Linked DNA regions of Mus musculus: region 2 is linked to region 1. Evidence: chromatin contacts called from public targeted proximity ligation data. All regions are on one chromosome and are shown on one strand. The core of a region is the stretch at or near the end of the contact, and the rest is flanking DNA. Distances in the headings are between cores, read along the strand shown. Region 1 holds the start of Klc2 (kinesin light chain 2). Region 2 overlaps Pacs1 (phosphofurin acidic cluster sorting protein 1).

What was found.
Region 2: a targeted proximity ligation map of embryonic stem cells shows a contact between it and region 1, with 20 read pairs. A contact is called at or near these places in 2 of 39 promoter capture datasets (embryonic stem cells and macrophages), 5 of 130 datasets of targeted methods (CD8 T cells, bone marrow-derived macrophages and embryonic stem cells) and 3 of 9 other capture datasets (adipose tissue, liver and pancreatic islet).

What each region holds. Positions count from the first base shown.
Region 1 is chr19:5,116,478-5,122,000 of GRCm38.p6, forward strand. Klc2 (kinesin light chain 2) reads right to left here and starts at 1,821. Exons shown (of 16, transcript NM_008451.3): 1 at 1,645-1,821; 2 at 717-955. The coding sequence starts at 944. LOC115489018 (a long non-coding RNA gene) reads left to right here. Exons shown (of 2, transcript XR_003952889.1): 2 at 224-2,855.
Region 2 is chr19:5,176,198-5,182,092 of GRCm38.p6, forward strand. The region is part of intron 1 of Pacs1 (phosphofurin acidic cluster sorting protein 1); the gene reads right to left. Among named protein-coding and RNA genes, the nearest start is that of Gm30840, 54 kb to the left of the region's middle.

The DNA.
Region 1 (5,523 bases), core at 571-3,070:
ATGCAGCTGTCCTCTAGTTGCCTCTTTGGAGGCCAGCCCTTGAGCTAAAGTCATCTCAGAGAAGTCTTGCCTGATCAATAGACAAGACTCCCTTCTACAAACTGTCACAAGATCTTACTGTCCCTGGAGCACTGATCACAACTTGTTTCAAGTAACTAGTTGAATGTGTGTTTCTCTTCTCCTGTTGTACTAGGGGGGAAAATCATCTTATTTTGTTTTGAAGGGACAGTAGGGGAGCCAGGATCTTACTATGTGACTGACCCAAGCTGGCCTGGAGCTTGGGATCCTACTGCCTTCACCTCTCAAGAGCTGGGATTGCAGATACCATGCCTAGGGAGGACACAGACCTTGTCTGCATTCAATCTGCATCCTGAGCATTAACACACTGTAGCTCAGCACACAGTAAGTGAGAAGCTATACAACTTAATGAATTCATGCATAATTGTATTGTGAGGGGAGGTTACTAAAGTATTTCTGCTTTCTTCTGTCATCCCAGTCTGTTAGGTAGAATGAGGCCTGAATGGCATAGCTCAGTGTGAGGTAAGGGTGCCCGTTGGGGCAGGGCGCAGGGCTGGCATTTCCAAAGTGTATTCATTGAACGTTGCTTATTGTCCTAACGTGACGCTCTGAAAGACTTGTGTTTCCTTGCTGAGGGTGTTCCTACATCACCAGGGCCCTTCGGGTAATCTTCCACCACAGCCCCAACACTGACCTACCTGAGCCTCCCCAAGCCCCAGCTCGATGGCCTCCAGGGAGCGGCGCAGGAGGAGGCAGCGCTCCTGTGAGCCCGGCTCGGCCTCGCCTGCTTCATGAGAAGCTAGGGGAGCTAGCAGGGCACGATGCTCCCCTCTCAGGGTCTCTAAACCCTGGATCACCGCCTTGGTGCCCAGCACTATCTCGTCCTGACTCAGCTTCTCCTCTCGAGGAAGCACCATCGTGGCCATGGTCGTGCCGTCTGTGGAGGCAAGGGGTGGGGCAGGCGGACGCCAGGCCTAGGGCCACACCGCCGTCCACCCCAAGTTAGGTAAACACCGGGAGGTCCCCGGACGCCTAGGTCCCTATGGATGTCCAGATCCCTCAGCCCGCAGTCCTCGCCGTGCCAGCACGCGGCCTACAGGGGGCGCGCCAGGCTCGTCTAGCCTAGGGAGACGCAATGCGGTGTGACTGAAGTGAGGCTGGACCCCGATTCCGCCCCAGACCACCGGCTCAGGCCAGTTGATCTAAAGCCCATCTTCGAGAGTTATTCGGAACTGTCCTAATCGGTACACAGAGCACTAGGGCATTGCAAGGCGTTCCCAAGTCAGACGCCACAGGCTCTCCGGGCAACTGGGTCTCAGCCCTGGCGACAGCCCCTTTCCCAGGGCAAGCGGAACCACGAGCCCCTCCCCCAGGGCCGACCGAGCCCCGCCACCCCGTCCCCGCCCCCGCCGCTCCGGGGAGACTGCGGTCTTTAGTTTCGGGACAGGTCTCTTCAGGCCGCGCCCACAACGACCCCTCCCGCAGGCTGGCCTGAGGCCCGCAGACCCTCCCTAGAAAAGGCCGGATTCCCAGCCCCAGCCCGGGACCGCGCCCCCTCCCCGCGGGCCGGTCGGGTCCTCCCACAGGCCGCGCCCACGACCACGACGACTCCTCCTCTAGGCCGACCTGCAACCGCTCCTCACTGTCCGGCTTGACTGGGTCTCCCGGCCCAACCGGCCGGCGCCGACCTGCACCTTCTGCTTTGGCCCGGCTCCGGCTCCTGCTCCTGTCCCGCTTCACCCGGATCCTCGACCGTGAGCTCGTCTCGCTGCCTCCATCCCGCCGGCCTTCCCAGCAGTCCCCGCGCCGCCTTAAAGGTGAAGCCGCTACCTCGGCGGCGTCGGAGGGGGCGAAACACGCTCCAGCCGGCCAGCTCGCTGCCTTAAAGGGGCCCCGCAGGCCTGGCCGGCTTCGGGGTGGGGCCAGCCCAGACGGGACGCAGAGGGGCGTGGCTGGACTCGCCCCCTCGGACCAGAGCTTCCAGGTCTGTGCGCTCTGCGGAGCTCCGACCCCGGACCAGAGTGACTGAGGAGCAAGAAGGCCGACCTCCTCAGATTCCAGAGCGAGTCGGTCCACATTGATTGACTGTCAAGTGTTTTTGTCGATGTCTTAGTGCATTGACTTAATGCTCACAAAGGGCTGGTGAGGTGGGTGTTGCCATTACCCACCTCTCACACATCTGACCCCCCAGCCCCCTCCGCGCTCTAGAGACGCACCTCTTACCGGCTTCGGAGGTGACTGTGCCTGTAGGGAATTCTCAGCATCTAGGTTTGCTTTGTGAGGGAACAGAAGGAGGCTTCTGGTTAAAAAGGAGAATTGGGTGGGAAGGAGCGTGTGGAGGTCGGTGGAGAAGGGAGAAGATCCACGCCCCTGAGGGGAATATCTGGGTGGATACTGCTGACCAGATAAGGAGGTCAGACGAGTGCCTTTGGATTGTGGTGGTGTCATTGGGGGGCCTCAGATTGGGTGTCACCAACTCGGAAGGAAAGACCTCTGTGCTAGATAGTTTTATGTCAACTTGACACAAACTAGGGTCATTGAACAGATGGGAATCTCGGCTGAGAAGATGCTGCCATAGGATCGGGCTGCAGGAAAACCTGTTTTCTTACTGATTGTTGTGGGAGGGCCCAGGCCAGGGTAGGTGAGGCCAGAAGGCAGTTCTGAGCAAGTTCAGAGGGCAAGCCCAGAAGCAGCACTCCTTCATGGGCTCTGCATCAGCTCCTTTCTCTGGGTTCTGTTCTCTCTGGGTGCCTGTCCTGACTTCCTTCACTGGATGAAGAGTGCACCAAATAAACCCTTTTGGTCACTGTGTTTCCACACAGCAATATTAACTCTAACTAGGACGGCCTCTTTGGTCCCTATCCCACTAGATTCTACAGTACTCTTCCCATCTCTACTCCACACCCACTTGGTGCTGACACAACATCGGCCTTTCTAACATTTTTCTTGTTTTGCCTTCTGGAATGTAGGTCATCACCTGTTGGCTGGGGCCTGGGGTAGATAGAGAATGTGGTAGCAATCAGTAGACGGCTACCTTACAAAGCGTGCGGAGGGGAGGGGATGGCTGAAAGGATGCCTCGGTGGTGAAGAGCATTTGTTTCTCCTGCTCAGGACTTGAGTTTCATTTGCAGCACCCATTGGCTCACAACCATCTTTACCATTTCCAGGGCATCGATAGATACCGCCATCTGAGTTCAGCAGGCACTAGGAACTCATGTGGTACACACACATACTTGCAAGTGAAACACTCATACACATAAAAAATAAATCAGAAAGCCAGGCGTGGTTGGTGCACGCCTTTAATCCCAGCACTTAGAAGGCAGAGGCAGGTGGATTTCTGAGTTTGAGGCCAGCCTGGTCTACAAAGTGAGTTCCAGGACAGCCAGGGCTATACAGAGAAACCCTGTCTTGAAAAACAAAACAAAACAAACAAAACAAAAATCAGAAAGGAAAAAAAAAAGTCAGAGAGATACACTTGCCCCTGACTAGTCCTTCCAAACCTACATTTGGTCTCATTTTCTGTAACAAGGGGCCAGCACCACCCTCAGCCAACTTCTCAGTTGACAAGTCTATAGGCATCTCAGGGACCTGGGGTTTGTCTTTTTTTTTTTTAAGGTATTTTCCTCATTTACATTTCCAATGCTATACCAAAAGTCCCCCATACCCACCCCCCCACTCCCCTACCCACCCACTCCCCCTTTTTGGCCCTGGCGTTCCCCTGTACTGGGGCATATAAAGTTTGCAAGTCCGATGGGCCTCTCTTTTCAGTGATGGCCGACTAGGCCATCTTTTGATACATATGCAGCTAGAGACAAGAGCTCTGGGGTACTGGTTAGTTCATACTGTTGTTCCACCTATAGGGTTGCAGTTCTCTTTAGCTCCTTGGGTACTTTCTTTAGCTCCTCCATTGGGGGCCCTGTGATCCATTTAATAGCTGACTGTGAGCATCCACTTCTGTGTTTGCTAGGCCCCGGCATAGTCTCACAAGAGACAACTATATCTGGGTCCTTTCAGCAAAATCTTGCTAGTGTATGCAATGGTGTCAGCGTTTGGAAGCTGATTATGGGGTGGATCCATGGATACGGCAATCACTAGATGGTTCATCCTTTCATCACAGCTCCAAACTTTGTAACTCCTTCCATGGGTGTTTTGTTCCCATTTCTAAGAAGGGGCAAAGTGTCCACACTTTGGTCTTCGTTCTTCTTGAGTTTCATGCGTTTAGTAAATTGTATCTTATATCTTGGGTATCCTAAGTTTCTGGGCTAATATCCACTTATCAGTGAGTACATATCATTTGAGTTCTTTTGTGATTGGGTTACCTCACTCAGGATGATGCCCTCCAGGTCCATCCATTTGCCTAGGAATTTCATAAATTCATTCTTTTTAATAGCTGAGTAGTACTCCATTGTGTAAATGTACCACATTTTCTGTATCCATTCCTCTGTTGAGGGGCATCTGGGTTCTTTCCAGCTTCTGGCTATTATAAATAAGGCTGCTATGAACATAGTGGAGCATGTGTTCTTCTTACCAGTTGGGACATCTTCTGGATATATGCCCAGGAGAGGTATTGCGGGATCCTCCGGTAGTACTATGTCCAATTTTCTGAGGAAGGGGTTTGTCTTGAATAAGGGCTGGACTCGGGCTCAGAGAACAAGGTTTGGCATTTGCCATCTTTCACAGAGAGATTGTCCTGTCCTGTTAGCCTAACAGGGGGCTCACTCTCTTCTCCTGAGAAACTCTAACTCTTAGAAAGCCCCTCACCCCACCCTGAGACAGGGTCTCATGTAGTTCAGGCTGACCTCAAATTTGCTAAGTAGCTAAGGGTAACTTCTGCCTGCCATCATCTCCCATGTGCTGAAATGTCCAACTTTAAGACTTGCTGGAGACCAAACCCAAGGCTTCATGTATGCTAGGCAAGCACTCTACAGACTGAGCTACACCCCAGGTTAGAAGGGTACTTTTTATTTAAACAATACCAAAGTGCCTTCCTCATGGACTCAAAGCTTGTGTCTCTCACTGCACTCTCTTCTTTATCTAGGCTAGCCCCATGTCTTTCACTAAGTGCTATTACAGTCCCCTGGTCCTTCCCCTTCCTCTGTTAATCTAGATGCTGCTCCAAACATCATGGCATCCTAGGGCCCGTGATCCAGAATAAGTGAACTGCATCATGACCGAGATGGGGACTAGGGATATGTGCACCTGCACCGTATCAGTAGAAGCTCTCACCTAGCGTATGTGAAGACTTGGGTTCAATACTCCATGTAGCAAATACACAAAAATACAATCTTTGCTCGTGAAGCCCCAGGTCAGTCTAACTTTGGCAGCTGGTCTAATAAGTCACTAAATTATCACATTTCTTCAAGAACCCACCAGGTTTTCCTTGATCTTTTGCTGCTTCTATCAGTGATGTTTTTATTACATTTCAAAAATTATCTTGCAAGGAGTGGTGGTGCATGCCTTTCATCCCAGCATGAGAGACTTGGATCTGTGAGTTCAAGGCCAGCC
Region 2 (5,895 bases), core at 1,389-3,888, 61 kb after region 1:
TTCTCTGTGTAGCCCTGGCTGTCCTGGAACTCACTCTGTAGACCAGGCTGTCCTCGAACTCAGAAATCCACCTGTCTCTGCCTCCCAAGTACTGAGATTAAAGGTGTGCGCCACCACTGCCCAGCTAAAAGGGTTTTAAAAAGTAGTTTTCATGTCTTTACTAAACACACACAGAAGGACACAGCATATAAGTGCCCAGAAGGACCAGTTATGCCCTCTTGTAGCACCACCCCAAGCTTAAAGTGCTTTTTCTAAAGTCCCATAAGTGGGCTGATTAATATTCCCTTTGTGATGAATCTTACTGATGAGCTGTATCCATGCATGCATGAAATCTTTAATTCAGTGAAGCTCAGAAGAAGTGCTGTAATAGCTAACTATGAACATCTCTGTCCTGTTTCCTAGTTCTGGAAGCATCACAGGCATGCAGATATCTCAGCTTCACAGAGACTGAAGAGCTGAGACAGGAAACGCTACTCTGTGGTCCTGCTTGTCTTGCTAGTCGCCCCTCTTCTCTCTCCTTACTTCCCTCCCTAAGAATCCAACTGTGCAGATCCTTACTGTCTGAACAAATAAAACGAGAAACTGGAGTAATTTGAATTTAAGACGGTTTTCTTCATCAAGAAAGTTAAAAATTTCAAAAGGAGGTCCCGCTGTAGACTGCAATAAATTTCGACTATCTTTAAGTGGCACATTTAAAATTATTTTAATAGCCAGGTTGCTTGCTTATTGAGAGACAATTCCATTTTTCTCTGATCTTTCTACACATTCTGGACCAAGGTAAAACCTGAACTTCTCTAGACACATAGAGAGCTGCTGGGATAATGGTAGGAATAGGAATGACAGCAGAATCCTTACACATGCCTAACAAAGCCTCACTCAGGAGAAAGCCTTTCCTGTTTGAAGATACGGGGTTCTGAATCCATCAGGAGGAGTTAAGGAAGCACAACCTAGGAACTGGGAACTGACGACCTCAAGCTGCATTCACCCGAGGGGGCGGTTTGCTTCTGCCTCTATGCATGAAACTACAAAGGATTGTTCTGGGAGAGCTGACCTTCATCACCAGAGACTGATAACCTAGGGCTGCCATGAGCCTGCACCGACAGCTCTAAAGTGACCCCCATTTCACACTAACTTCACTCCTTGACTGAGTACATCTTTCCTGGCAAACCTAGAGTTTACTGCCCTGATCCTGATTCTCATCTGTCCTTTCTCACTCAGAGATTAACTACTCTTTTGAAATGTAAAAAGCATCATGCTTTGGTTATTTCTTTATATATCACTGTCTTCTGAAGATTTCCACTGTACATATGAAATTAATGAAACAAGTATGATTTCCTCTCATTCCTTAAGAGTCTTAGCATCAGCCAAAGGGTGCACATAAGAACTACAGAGTGGAGGGGGACATCTTTCTCCCCTGTGGTTTCACACCACAGCTATTTTAAGACCTTGAAAACAAAAATTCCCAGACACGTCATGCACATATGGGTGGAACTAATTGGACTCAATGGTTATAATGAAGGAGGGGGGAGAAGATAAGGTCTGTGTGTGTGGGGGGGTGGGGGGTGTTGGGAAGCCTAGCAGGAGTGGAATAGGAGAGTTAGGTAAGAGTTAGATAAGATAAAAATACATTGTATACATGTATGAAATTCTCAAAGAATAAATAATTATAAACATTTAAAAAAAACCCTCTGGACGAGCACCTTCAGGTCTACTATGGGGCCCCTAACACATGAGGTACACATTTTAGACCTACTTAATCAGCTAGCTTTGTATAAGCAGACTTACAGACAATATGAAAATAAGCTAGCAGGCCTAAAAGTAATTTAATACTGGGGCTGGCAGAGACACTGGGGGAAAAACAATAGCAGGTCAGGCTCTACTAATAATCACTATCAAGGAAGAACTACAGTCAACCCTCTCCCTAATAATATAAAATAACCCTTATCCAATAGTATCATTTGTAGTTATTTATTTACTCATTCTTTAATGGACAATTGCCACACCCACTCCAGTGGAGTCTGCGTGACAAGTCCAAAAGCTGGCTGCAGTCCTGAGGCAAAAAGTTTCATGGAAACTGGTCTCCTGGAGTCTTTGGCGTCCCATAACACAGATGTATTTCAGATTTGTCCTTGAAATAGTTGGTGAAGGGTTCTGTGTGCTTTCCTTTAGTATTGTTTTATTATAGGTGCCCCCAAGGAATGATTTGACAAATAGCTAAGTTAGATTGAACATTGCTTCCTGGCTTTCACTCGTGTCCCAATGTCCTAGGCAGTCTTTGAGCAGACCCTGAGCTTGGAATTTTGTAAAAACATTACTTATTCAGATGAAATGCCTCCAGTGTTGAAAGAGAGATAGTGAAAGAAATCACACATTGCAATCTACTAGATAGAGTTGGAGATTTCAGGGCAAGTTTAACAAAGTAAGTTTAGAATTCTTATTATAGTCATGTATGGCAGACTACATTACCTAATAGAGGAAAGTTTGTGGGCTCCTCTGGTAAATGGAGGTCCCTCACAAAACACTTAGAATAACAGCTGAGTCACTCCCATATACAAGAATTTACAATGGTTTCGGAAGAAGCCTGGGCTGTGGTTAGGAGGAACTAGAGTATTGCATTACTTATGAAAAGGTTAGCAAGAGTGGAGCCCTCCCGAGTGCACACTTTCACAAGCCCAGAAGAATAGCACAGCTAGCTACTTACTAGGAGCCGGCTGGTGGTGGGTTACACAATCAATTAGAATTAGAACTATGGCTTGGGCGTGAGAGCCCTTGCCCCGGGGGTGTAAAGACCTCACACCCAGCTTCTAAGAATATGGCTGACCTTAGATAGGGCTGACTCCCAGTTGTTACATTGCCTGGTTCCTGCCAGTCTTTATGTACACATTTTTGTGTTTTGTGTAAAGAGTCATTATGCATCGAGTAACCTCAGTGTACCTTAGCTGACGTGTCACCTAACTTCCTAATTTTCTTCTGTAATATAAGTCTGATGCTTGCTTTGAGAAATTACATTCAGATCCAACACTCTCTTGTGTTTGTGCCTGTTTGTAACTTGCTGACTCCTTGCCCACCTGAATACTGGGACCCTGATTTCTCCCTCGGGTTGAGGGACTCTGATTGACCCAGCAATGTAAAAGATAGCTTTAAAAAATAAAATTATGAGCAAAGTATAGTGGTGGCTTTAATTCTAGCAATCAAGAGGCAGAGGCAGGTGAATTCAAGGCCAGTGTGGCCAATATAGTGAGTTTCAGGACAGCCAAGGCTACTTAGACACCCTATTTCAAAACAAACAAACAAACCAACCAACCAACCAACCATCAAACAATAATAAAATAAGGGGTCTAGAGAGACGGCTCAATGGTTAAGAATACATACTACTCTTGCAGAGGCCCAGAGTCTGTTTACCAGCACCCATGTTGGGCAGCTTACATTCCCTTGTAACTTCAGCTCCAGAGGTTATGATACCGCTCGCCTTCCCTGGCACTTACAGTGGCATATACATAATTAAATAGAAAACAAATCTTGAAAATACTTTTTAGGGCTGGAGAGATAGTTCAATGGCTAAGAGTACTGGCTCTTGCAGGAACTGAATCTGATTTCTCAGTACTGACTTGGTGGTCTCAACCATGGATAACTCCTTCTAGGGGATCCAACACCTTTTCAGACCTCTGCAGGCACCAGGCTTGAACACGGTACACATAGCATACATGTGTAGAGGGCACAAGGTTCTTGTGGTTTCAGATAAGCACTAGGGAAACGAAGAATGTTAAACACATAGGATTGTCTCTTGAACAGAAGGGATAAATACTTGTTTTCCACACAGAATGCTAGCAGTGAGTGTTGTTAATATCCTGGTGATCTATGCTATCTGCAGGGGCCAGGCCACACCTGAATTACCCAGACTACTATGTTTATCCCAAACTCTTCCTCCCTAGACCTTTAACTTGACCATTGTTTCTCAGTCAATAGAACCTAGGGGGAGAAGTCACATGTACTTTGTAGTTTGGTGACCTCTACAATTTCTGTATGAGTGAGACCACACCTGATACTCCCCTAGGCCTTAAGCTATAGAACCCATCTTTATGGAAGAGGTCACATGTACTATGCAAAAAAGTTTCAACGTAGTCATACCTTAAAGCTTTACTGTGCACATGAGACAAAACTGTACTATACTTAAATGTCTAAAATATAATAATGTCAGACTCCAGAAGTCTGAACCAACATCAGCTACTGAGCCACTGAACCGGGTTTCCTGCTTACCTCAGTCAGATGTTTCTCTGCTGGCCATGGCCCAAACATGCAGGTCAAATATTTATGCACATAAAATAAAATAAAATAAAGCTAAGCAATTTAGATTCTTAAGACGTCTTTGTGTGGGGGCACAGTGTGCCATGGCACACTCTAAGTCAGAAGGCGTTCTGCAAGAATTAGAATTGTTCTCTCCTACTATGTGGTCATCACCGTGACTGACCTGACGTGTTCAGGCTTGGTGGCAACTGTCTTCACCTGCTTAGCTACCATCTCACCAGCCCTTTTACTTGAGGGTTGTTTTTTTTAAGATTTATTTATTTATTATATGTAAGTACACTGTAGCGGTCTTCAGACACCCCAGAAGAGGGCGTCAGATCTTGTTACAGATGGTTGTGAGCCACCATGTGGTTGCTGGGATTTGAACTCAGGACCTTCGGAAGAGCAGTCGGTGCCATCTGTCCAGCCCCTACTTGAGGTTTAAAAGGTGAGTTTGTTTACTTTTTCCTAATTTCTTAGATGAAACCATTTTCTAATTAGTTATAGAACCAAGAAGAGTCCATCTAGTCCAATTGCAACCTCTTTTGGGCTAATAGTGATGATGATGATGATAATAATAATTATTATTATTTTTGTTTCCTTTCTTTATTCTAGCTGGGTTATTTGAGACAGGGTTTGATGATTCATCCTAGGTTGGCCTAGAATTTGCAACTCCCAGCCTTAGCTTCCCAGGAGCTGGGTGGGAGTCCAGGTGTTTGCTACCATATTCAGTTTGTAGTACCTTTATAAAGCTACCCCTTCTACAGGCCAAGTGAACCTTGTGTATATGTGTGTGTGTGTGTGTTCCCTGCAACAAACCCTTGATGGCTGTACTACTAACTAGGCAGTTCTCCATGTGCATCCTCAGATGTTAGCTAGAATGTACCAAGGTTTAGAGAGTATACTTTCACTGCCTAAGGTTCAAACTAGACAAAGAAAACAGCTGAAAGTCCAGTGTGAATCAATACAGTTGTAATTCCAGCCACTTGTAAAACTGAGGCAGGAGGATTTCAAGTTCAAGGCCAACCTGGGCATTTTAGGGAGACATCTTATGTAAGGATTAAAAAGGGCTGGGAATGTAGCTCAGCATAGCACTGTCATAGCATGGATGATGTTCCAGAACTAATCCTCAACATGTGAGACAGAGAGGGAGGGACATAGAAAGCCTTTGCTTATTTCTAGTTCTCTAAGCCAACAAACTCATTATTTCAAGTCTCTCCACAGCCCTTCCTTTTCAGATTTTTCCATTGTAGGTCAAGCTTTTTTCCTTCTTTGAAGTCTGCAGTTTTCCTACTTCTTCAAGCTTTCATCTAGTTCTACCTTGAGCTAAAGGACAGAGACTATGTCATCCTCTTTCTTGGATACTTCCAATTTGCAACAGAGTAATGTGAAAGAAAATGAGCACTATGTAGCTTATTTAATTAAAACTATCCAATGTAAAAATACTAAGAAAAATTATGTTTCACCCCACTAAATATAAAGCCCATGTTTTCATCCAACAGCTTCTTAATTGGACAACACTAGCTCAGATTAAAGGGCACTAAATTACTCTTTTCTAAACAGTGACACAAATGCAGAATATTTTCTCTCTTTGTTGCACTGGGCACTCTG